Linked DNA regions of Mus musculus: region 1 is linked to region 2. Evidence: chromatin contacts called from public Hi-C data. All regions are on one chromosome and are shown on one strand. The core of a region is the stretch at or near the end of the contact, and the rest is flanking DNA. Distances in the headings are between cores, read along the strand shown. Region 1 has its middle 66 kb from the start of Gm48057. Region 2 overlaps Cdc40 (cell division cycle 40).

The links. A called contact is a pair of places that touch in the nucleus more often than the background predicts.
Region 1: a contact with region 2 is called in a Hi-C map of cortical neurons, with 2.5 times the contacts expected there. The contact joins two enhancer-like sites. A contact is called at or near these places in 1 of 484 Hi-C or Micro-C datasets (cortical neurons) and 1 of 9 other capture datasets (liver).

The regions. Positions count from the first base shown.
Region 1 is chr10:40,966,360-40,970,973 of GRCm38.p6, forward strand. No RefSeq gene overlaps it. Among named protein-coding and RNA genes, the nearest start is that of Gm48057, 66 kb to the right of the region's middle. Within about 2 kb of position 3,237, at least 70 of the 459 cell types and tissues checked have an H3K27ac peak or open chromatin away from gene starts, as enhancers often do. A contact at or near this core is called in cortical neurons, where this site is marked.
Region 2 is chr10:40,828,723-40,833,203 of GRCm38.p6, forward strand. Cdc40 (cell division cycle 40) reads right to left here. Exons shown (of 15, transcript NM_027879.2): 15 at 2,899-4,481. The coding sequence ends at 4,457. Among named protein-coding and RNA genes, the nearest start is that of Cdc40, 52 kb to the right of the region's middle. Within about 2 kb of position 1,804, at least 22 of the 459 cell types and tissues checked have an H3K27ac peak or open chromatin away from gene starts, as enhancers often do. A contact at or near this core is called in cortical neurons, where this site is marked.

The DNA of each region.
Region 1 (4,614 bases), core at 1,987-4,486, 140 kb after region 2:
CCTAGTCTAGGAACCCCCTCACACGCATGCCCAGAGGCTGTTGCCAGATCATTCTAAAATCTCTCAAGGTGACAATGTTCATCGCAGTAGCCTTAGCTTAAATGTACATAAGCTGTCTCCACATTAGCAACTCCAAGACTCACAGCTGGTAAGAGCAGGAAGGGAGCCTGAGAGGCTGAAATGGGGAACTATGAAGTCTTGTTCCCTGTCCCCAGTTTACTTGGTGTCATATGCCTTTTCAGTACTGTGACATGTTAATAGCTTTTCAAAGTTGATGAGCTGTTGGAAGTAAAACAATCTAGAGATAGTAGTAGTAGATAGATAGTAGTCTTCCACAGACTTGCTCTACATAGAGGAATCCCCACCCCCAAGGAGAGGCAGGCAAGCTCTCCAGAGAGTATAGGAAGAAAGGAATTGGCTTGTGGGGCGGATGTGTCTCAGGACCACCCTCATTTTGGAAGTCTAAGCATCACACATTGGGCTGTTTTCAACAAAACCACCAAATGTCTGCAGTGGTAAGGTACAGCAGCTTGGCTAGCATTCTAGAAGTAGACAATTGCCACATCATGTTCCTACTTTACATAGCCAGTGAATGGCTTCAATGTGGTGTGGGCGCAGTTTTTAAGTGTTTGGGTGTTGGGGACTGGTGAGATGGTTCAGGAAGTACCAGCATCTCTTGCTCTTGCAGAGGGCCTGAGTTTGGTTCCCAGCACCTAGGTCAGATGACTCACAATTCCTCATAACTCTAACTCCAAGGGGATCTGATGTCCCTGGACTCCTCGGGCATCCTCACTGTTGTGCACATGCATACACATACATGCAACTTAAAAGACAAGAAGTTTTTTTTTTTTTTTTGAAGTCTCAGGTAATCCCAGTGTGCATGAGAGAATACTGCCTTAATCCAAAAACCTAAAATTCAGATGTGTAGACTGCAGTGTGGAGGAGAGGCTAAATGTAAATCCTTCAAGTCAGCCTCAGTGTATGCCGGTTCAGTTTGCTGGGGACTTGTGGGGAAAGTTCCCATGGAGGAGAACTCGGACCTCACAATGGCAACCAGTAGCATCCTTATGGAAGCTGGGTTGTACTCTATCCAAATTCCAAATAAAAATTTAAGACACCTTAAGCTGTCTTTAAGGGTGTAGATCTAATGCAAAGGAGATACATACAAAGTCATATTGTACTGGCTGGTTTTGTGTGTCAACTTGACACAGACTGGAGTTATCACAGAGAAAGGAGCCTCCCTTGAGGAAATGCCTCCATGAGATCCAGCTGTAAGGCATTTTCTCAATTAGTGATCAAGGCAGGGAGGGCCCATTGTGGGTGGTGCCATCCCTGGGCTGGTAGTCCTGGGTTCTATAAGAGAGCAGGCTGAGCAAACCAGGGGAGGCAAGCCAGTAAAGAACATCCCTCCATGGCCTCTGCATCAGCTCCTGCTTCCTGTCCTGCCAGAGTTCCAGTCCTGGATTCCTTTGGTGATATGGAAGTGTTAGCTGAATAAACCCTTTCCTCCCCAACTTGCTTCTTGGTCATAATGTTTGTGCAGGAATAGAAACCCTGACTAAGACACATATATACATATGTGTATATATGTGTGTGTGTGTGTGTGTGCGTGTACATATATAAATACATATATATTGAGCAAAAGAGAAGCAAGCATGCCCAAAGGCTCTTGCAGAAATGTCCATCCTTGAGAATTCACTTGACGACATTATCAAGTTGTGAGGAGACTCCATATTGCTTCTGCCTGTGCCTGTAAGTGTAACAGACAAATCACACCTTCTTGGCTGCAGCCTCTCGTCTGTACTGAGGGAAGGTGCTCCGTGGGTCTGTGGGAGCCTCTCCTGTCCATGGTTCATGGAGAGAGTGCCCCTCTCCCCCATGATGATCAGCAGGACGGGTCCAGGATCACAGGATGGCAAAACATCGCGTCCAGCTCTGCTGCTCACCTGCTCCGTGAGACCCTGGACAAAGTTCAACCTCTCTATGCCTTTGTGTCTTCTTCTGAGCAATCAGGATAACAGCAGGCCTACTTCGTCATGGTGCTATGTGGATTTAATGAGAAGTAAGTAAATTGCATAATGCCTCAGAGCTAAAGGATTGTTTCTGTGATGGCGTGCTTCTCTGTGTGATCAGACACCACAGAGAAAAGTGCAGACCATCTAGATCCATTCTCTGGCACTGAACTGTGGCTAGAGAGCTTAAGAGGTGAGTTAAATGGCTCCTAGGGTCGTGCTTTCTGTGTTGGAGACTGGAACATTAGACTATGTATCCTGGCCGCACAGCGCAGCCTCCCAGACTCCATCTGGCAAAAGTTCAAGCATCACTAATGCTCATGTGCCATCATCAACGTAGTTGTTAAAATTCTGTGATGATATAGAGGGAATCTGCTCCAACAATGGCACGGCAAATTCCTGTCAGACTGTCCTGCAAAGGGAAGTGGGTAAGCCTGGAACAGGTGAGCCCACAGGACGTGGGTTGGGAGGAACTGTTCCCATAAATGCTCCTAGGAGAGGAACGGGGATGGAGAGTCTCTGCCGAGTCCTCCAGTATCCTCAAGGAAAAGTCTGTCTGGTGGGGCAGGATCCTACAGTCCTTCTCCAGCCCCCTCTTAGCTAAAATTCTGAAATCTCTTATATCAGAGTCCTGAGATACAGTGCCATGCGTTAACTAAATGTTCTCAATTTTCTAGCACAGTGATTTTTTTTTTTCTACTACCTGATTTTTTTTAAGAATCATTTAGCATTAAACCCAAAAGTTTAAAACTCACAGAACTGGACACAGGCAACATGTTACACAAATGTGTATTTTATTTTCCTGTGTGTGTGCATGTGTTTAGGCAACATTTATAAATATTGACTCATCTTTCACCAGGTGCCAGGCACTGTAGCATTCTGTGTCCTGAGGGAAAGAAAAACACTGGACAAAAAAGAAAAGAAAATCCGTTTTTTAGGAGCTTCACATTTTTCTGAGGAAGACAAATTGCCTATGACACAAATAGTGATGAGTGTAGCAAAGAAAAACCCCACCATGCAGGAGCAGGATGCAGTGGGCACCTTGTTCAGATAGGCACGGGCTGTCTGTAGGGAGCCGACAGAGCCTTGGGCAGAGGGATTCCAGTGTGCAGCTTGGAGCCACATTCAAGAGAGAAAACGAATTTCCCTGCAGACCAAGGCGGGCAACGGGTGGGGGTGGGGCAGGCAGGAGCAGCTGATCCCGCTGGGCGCTGGGCTCAGAGAGGCGGGCACTCTGGCTTTCTTCCTGGTGTGACTCTGGGAGGGCTTGAGTACAACAGCGGTAGGATGTGGTGGTATGCCTGTTGTTAAAGATTGTAGCTGCCTCACGGAGAAAACACTGCAAGAAAGGAGGGCGGAGGCTGGAAACTCAAAAGACTACTAGAGCTGGCAATTTGGAGACTTGGACAGAAGAGGGGTTATCGGGGCTCATATGCAGGGGTGCACTTTGATGTGGTCGCCCACTCATTAAGAGAAGACAGGGTTTACTGTGTCTGTGGTTTCGGTTAGACATCTGTGTGACTGATTTGATCACTCCAAGAGTTGCAGATATAAATAGCGGCACCATTAGCACACAGGTATAAACCCGTAACTTTAATGAGATCCAGTGGAGAGCAGGGACAGATGGAGGAGAAATGACTTGGAGACTTAGGTCTCAGAGCTGGGAAGAAGAAGGGACCTGCACAGAATAAGAGGGAGAAGAGATAGAGGAGGGGAGGGGGAGGGGGAGGGAAGGGGAAGGGAGGGAGAGGGAGAGGGAGAGAGAGAGGGAGAGGGAGAGAGAGAGAAGCAGTCAAGAGGAGGGGCTGCATCAAGACTGGGTGAGAGAGAACTAGGTGAGGACAGTTGACCAAACCTCATTTGTGCACAAAACAGCAGATACCACTCTCTGTAGTACACTTGCCTGCTGCCTGCTCCTGGGATCTGAAGCTGAAAGCTCTCCTGGCATGGGAGCCTTTGTCTAAACTTAGTTGATAAGGTGTTTGCTCTAGACTTTCTTTCTTCTTCCTCCTCCTCTTCTTCTTCCTCTTTCTTCTTCTTCTTCTTCTTCTTCTTCTTCTTCTTCTTCTTCTTCTTCTTCTTCTTCTTCTTCTTCTCCTCCTCCTCCTCCTCCTCCTCCTCCTCCTCCTCCTCCTCCTCCTCCTCCTTTAAGATTTTTGTATTGATTTATTTAATATATGTTAGTACACTCTCACTGTGTTCAGATCCACCAGAAAAGGGCATCAGATCCCAATACAGATGGTTGTGAGCCACCACATTGTTGCTGGGAATTGAACTCTAGGGAGAGCGGTCAGTGCTCTTAACCACTGAACCATCTTTCCAGCCCGCTCCAGACTTTCTAACCGTGATATGAAGGGCTTAATGAGATAGACTGGGCTCACCCTATGGGATCGACTCTTTTGTTTGTATGGGACAGTCCATTTTATTTAAGAGGAAAACATGGCATAAGAACAGAATCTGATCATGGTAGAGTTCAGTGTAAATTCCAGCCATTTCCCTGAGGGCTTATCCAGAAGCCTGACAGGAAGGCCTGGCCCTGCCTGCGTCCCCTTGGTTGCCCTGGCTCTGTATGCTTGTACCCTGATCGTTATCCGGATCCCAT
Region 2 (4,481 bases), core at 554-3,053:
GTTATGATTTCAAAGCAAGACGACTTAACAGTCTTTGAACACATTCATTTGTCCTATTGGTTCTGTGCCTCTACAGCTGTGATTTTCAATCTGTGGGTGCAACTTCTTTTGTGGTTTGAAAGACTTTCACAGGGTTTGCCCAAGACCATTAGAAAACACTGATATTTACATTAGGACTCATAACAGTAGCGAACTTAGATATGAAGTAGCAACAAAGATGATTTTATGGTTAGGGGTCATCACAACTTGAGGAACTGTAGTAGGAAGGTTGAGAACCACTGCTCTAGAGAAAGTTGGCTAAACCACCTCTCTCTGATATGTTGGCCATGAGTGTCCTAGAGCCTCCAAAACCAATACAGGTTATCTTCATTGTTCTTGGTTGCCCAACAGAATTTGATGATAAGACCCCATTGCTGAAACCACCACACATTTCGGTCACAGGATGTGGAGTCTTGAAGATGGTACTGACAGGGAGTTATCCTAGCTGATTGGCTTTCATAGTACGGTAAGGTGCTGTGGAGCTTGCTGCGGGTAGGTCAACAACAGTCCGTTGTAACCTCCATGAACTACGACGACGACCAATGTGTAATAGCTGTGCTAGCACTGCAGAGGTAACCACCCAATTCCTGCTTGGATCTAAGATCTGCTCCACAGGAGAAAAAGAAATGTTTAGTGCTGTAAATCTTGCCAAGAACTCATGGGTAGGGAATTCATAAGCCTCAGGAGTGAATCTACAGCTCTTATTTTGCTAAATGGACACAATATCAAATTGCTTTCTAAATTTATATCTCTCTACTCATAAAATAGCACGGCCCTCAGAACTCATTAGAAAGTTTCTTTGTGCAATAGAAAGTAGTAAATGCAGAAATTCACAAATGGCCAATGTGTAGAGTATCTGTGGAGTGCCCAGCCACACATGTGACACACAGTATCATGCCCAGCCACACATGTGAGACACAGTATCACGCCCAGCCACATATGTGAGACAGTGTCATGCCCAGCCACACATGTGAGACACAGTATCACGGCCAGCCACACATGTGAGACACAGTATCACGCCCAGCCACATATGTGAGACAGTGTCATGCCCAGCCACACATGTGAGACACAGTATCACGGCCAGCCACACATGTGAGACACAGTATCACGCCCAGCCACACATGTGAGACACAGTGTCATGCCCAGCCACACATGTGAGACACAGTATCACGCCCAGCCACACATGTGAGACACAGTATCACGCCCAGCCACATATGTGAGACAGTGTCATGCCCAGCCACACATGTGAGACACAGTATCACGCCCAGCCACACATGTGAGACACAGTGTCATGCCCAGCCACACATGTGAGACACAGTATCACGCCCAGCCACACATGTGAGACACAGTATCACGCCCAGCCACACATGTGAGACACAGTGTCATGCCCAGCCACACATGTGAGACACAGTGTCATGCCCAGCCACACATGTGAGACACAGTGTCACGCCCAGCCACACATGTGAGACACAGTATCACGCCCAGCCACACATGTGAGACACAGTGTCATGCCCAGCCACACATGTGAGACACAGTGTCATGCCCAGCCACACATGTGAGACACAGTGTCATGCCTGCCCTGCATGGCTCAGGGAGAGTCTAAAGCCAGAAGTCTCTGACTTTCTACTTGAAATGTCTGCTTACTTACTCACCAACCATGTATTTCACGATGTGAATTTCAATCCAATGCTTGTGACAGGTCCCTTCCTCCCACTAGCTCCTCTCTCCCCTGGCTCCTTTGTACTTGGCTTTTTCTATACTCTATTACATCAACCATTTATGACTCATAAGAATGGATGCTGCCAGTGAATCTATGGTACTGCTTAGCTTTCAACTAGAGCCTTATCCTGAGACATTAAAACGTGAACCCTCTGTGTCTGATGAAATATGGCAGCTGTGTTCCCTAGGTCTCAGGCTGCGATCCACATTTAAGGTCTGGGTGGCATTTTACACTCCTTTCTGGTGCCAGAACATATCGTGGCACCCTTAGCTATCTGCTGCTTTTTTCTGCATCCTATATGACGGCAATCAACACTATCGAAACATACAGTTCAGCCAGTTGAGCTTCAAGGCGCTTGCTTCTGCAATTGTTGCCGGTATTAGGATCCTCATGGCTGCCTCTCAAAGGTTGATGCTTCTCTGCCACTATTCTCTTATAGGCACTTTATAAGCATTTTAAGTTAGTGGCCAGCCCCATAATGTGGTTCTCAAGAGCCAGTTCCTGCCAGATGTGGCTAGTCCAAGTCCGCAATCCCAGCATTTGGGAGGTAGAAGCAGGAGAATCAATTCTAAATGAGACTCTGTCTCAAAATACACAGACCATCAACTGTTTCTCCTCGGAAAGATTTCTGCGACCCTCCTCTGTATCCTTTGTCTTAAAATTGGTTCCTTACTTATGGCAAAACAGCCCAGCTTCTGCTTCAGTGTCTAAATATTCATTCAGTTGAACCTTTTACATCAGTTGAACAAACCTAACTTTTTGGGAAGAACTCTGTCCGGGTTGTGACAAAAAGCATGCATCGAGGAGGAGGAGGAGGAGGAGGAAGAGGAGGAGGAGGAGGAGGAGGAGGAGGAGGAGGAGGAGGAGGAGACGGCGGCGGCCGCAAGTAGTCTACATGAGCAAGCTACAGCATGCTTTCAGGGTTTCTACACTAGGAAGGAGCCTGTCTGTCTGCATGCTCTAATCCCACCTGCCTACACCCGCTTTGGTCATGTGGTTAGAATAAACCCATTACCATACTGAACACACCCCTCCCACCTCTCAACGGCAATTCCTTCTGTGTGACCCATTTAAGTCTGAGGTGGTTTGTTGGTATCTTCACAGACCTAAGACAAAGGACACAATGAACTCAGCAGCACTTTCTATAAAAAGAATGCTTTATTCAAAAATAGGATCTTTTCAAAAAAGAGAAAACTTTTATGTACAATTACTCTGTTTAGAAACAGTCAAAAACACAATAAAAGAAATTGAGATTACGAAATTATGATTTGTTAACATGCAATACTGTTGTTGAAGTTTTTCTCTTACTACATTCCAGTAATTCACATTTGTTAAAATAGTGGTTTGGACGACAGAATGGTTTTGTATAATTCCTTCCTCCTATATGCCACCCTTCCTGGAAGACACAGAAATGGCAATGGCTAGGCAGTGCAATGTTCAGCATGTGATTTAAAAAAGAGAAAGCCCCGTGGCCTTTCAGACTGGGGGGCTCCAGGCATTTTCTTATAATGTCAATGGTTTTTCAAAGATCTGAAAAGAAATTTAATTTTTTTCTAACATTCAAAAGTTTTACTGTTTATATTCACAAGTAAAACCAGAGTGATTTTAAGGACAAAACTGTGACTTTAAAGAAATTACAAGTGGTATTTTGGACTCTGTCTTCACACTCTGGCCAGAGGGAACTCATTATTATTCATCCAGTGGCAAAGCAGAGCCTGAGACCCTGATTTCTGGGTGCAGCCAGGGCCTTACAGACAGTGATTGCAAGCAACATTCAAAGCCTTGGCTTGTTCCCTTGAGTTCCAGCTTCAGAGACAACCTCACTTTCTGCTTAGGTCTACACAGTCCTGTCTCTCGTGACTAGGAAGAGAGTCAAGAAAGGAACTTCGGACTGCTTTCTAATTTTACATTGCTTAATAGTTAGAAGAAAGCTGCAACCAATGAGGGTCACTAGTTTACACGTAAAAATACAAAGGCCATAAAAATAATGGAACCGGAAGAAGACAAGAGCTTGATTCAGCAGCGGTGACTGTGGGTGACTGTAGGTGACTGTGGGTGACTGTGGGTGACTATGGGTGACTGTGGGTGACTGTAGGTGACTGTAGGCGACTGTGGGTGACTGTGGGTGACTGTAGGTGACTGTAGGTGACTGTAGGTGACTGTGGGTGACTGTGGGTGACTGTAGGTGACTGTAGGTGACTGTAGGTGACTGTAGGTGACTGTAGGTGACTGTAGGTGACTGTAGGTGACTGTGGGTGGCTCCGCCTGTATTCCTGCCACCCTGCTGGGTGGGTCGGTTAAGTGCCTGGCACCTTTCTGAGTCGTTAGCTACATCATTTCCCATAAGATCCCATATCCAATAGGCATTTTTTTTTCTTCACTCCAAAACGATCCTTTGATCCTTTCAGTGACATCACAGGGACAAACGCAACTGCCTGCCAACAGTAACTACTTGTCAAATATAACCAGTTGTCATTCCCCATATAAATAACATCTATAAAGAACAAAATGAAGTTGCTATTGAACTTCTCTGAGGCAAATTTACCAAGCTCTTAAAAACAATAGGCCAACATCATAAGGCCATATAAGAAAAGATTACCTATAAATCAAACTGTCATCCAACACATTTTAATAATTAAATAGTTAAATAAGACACTGGATCAAAAATGATCCCAGACAGTGAAAGGACTAATCCCATTAATCCCACAACTTAATGAGGCCG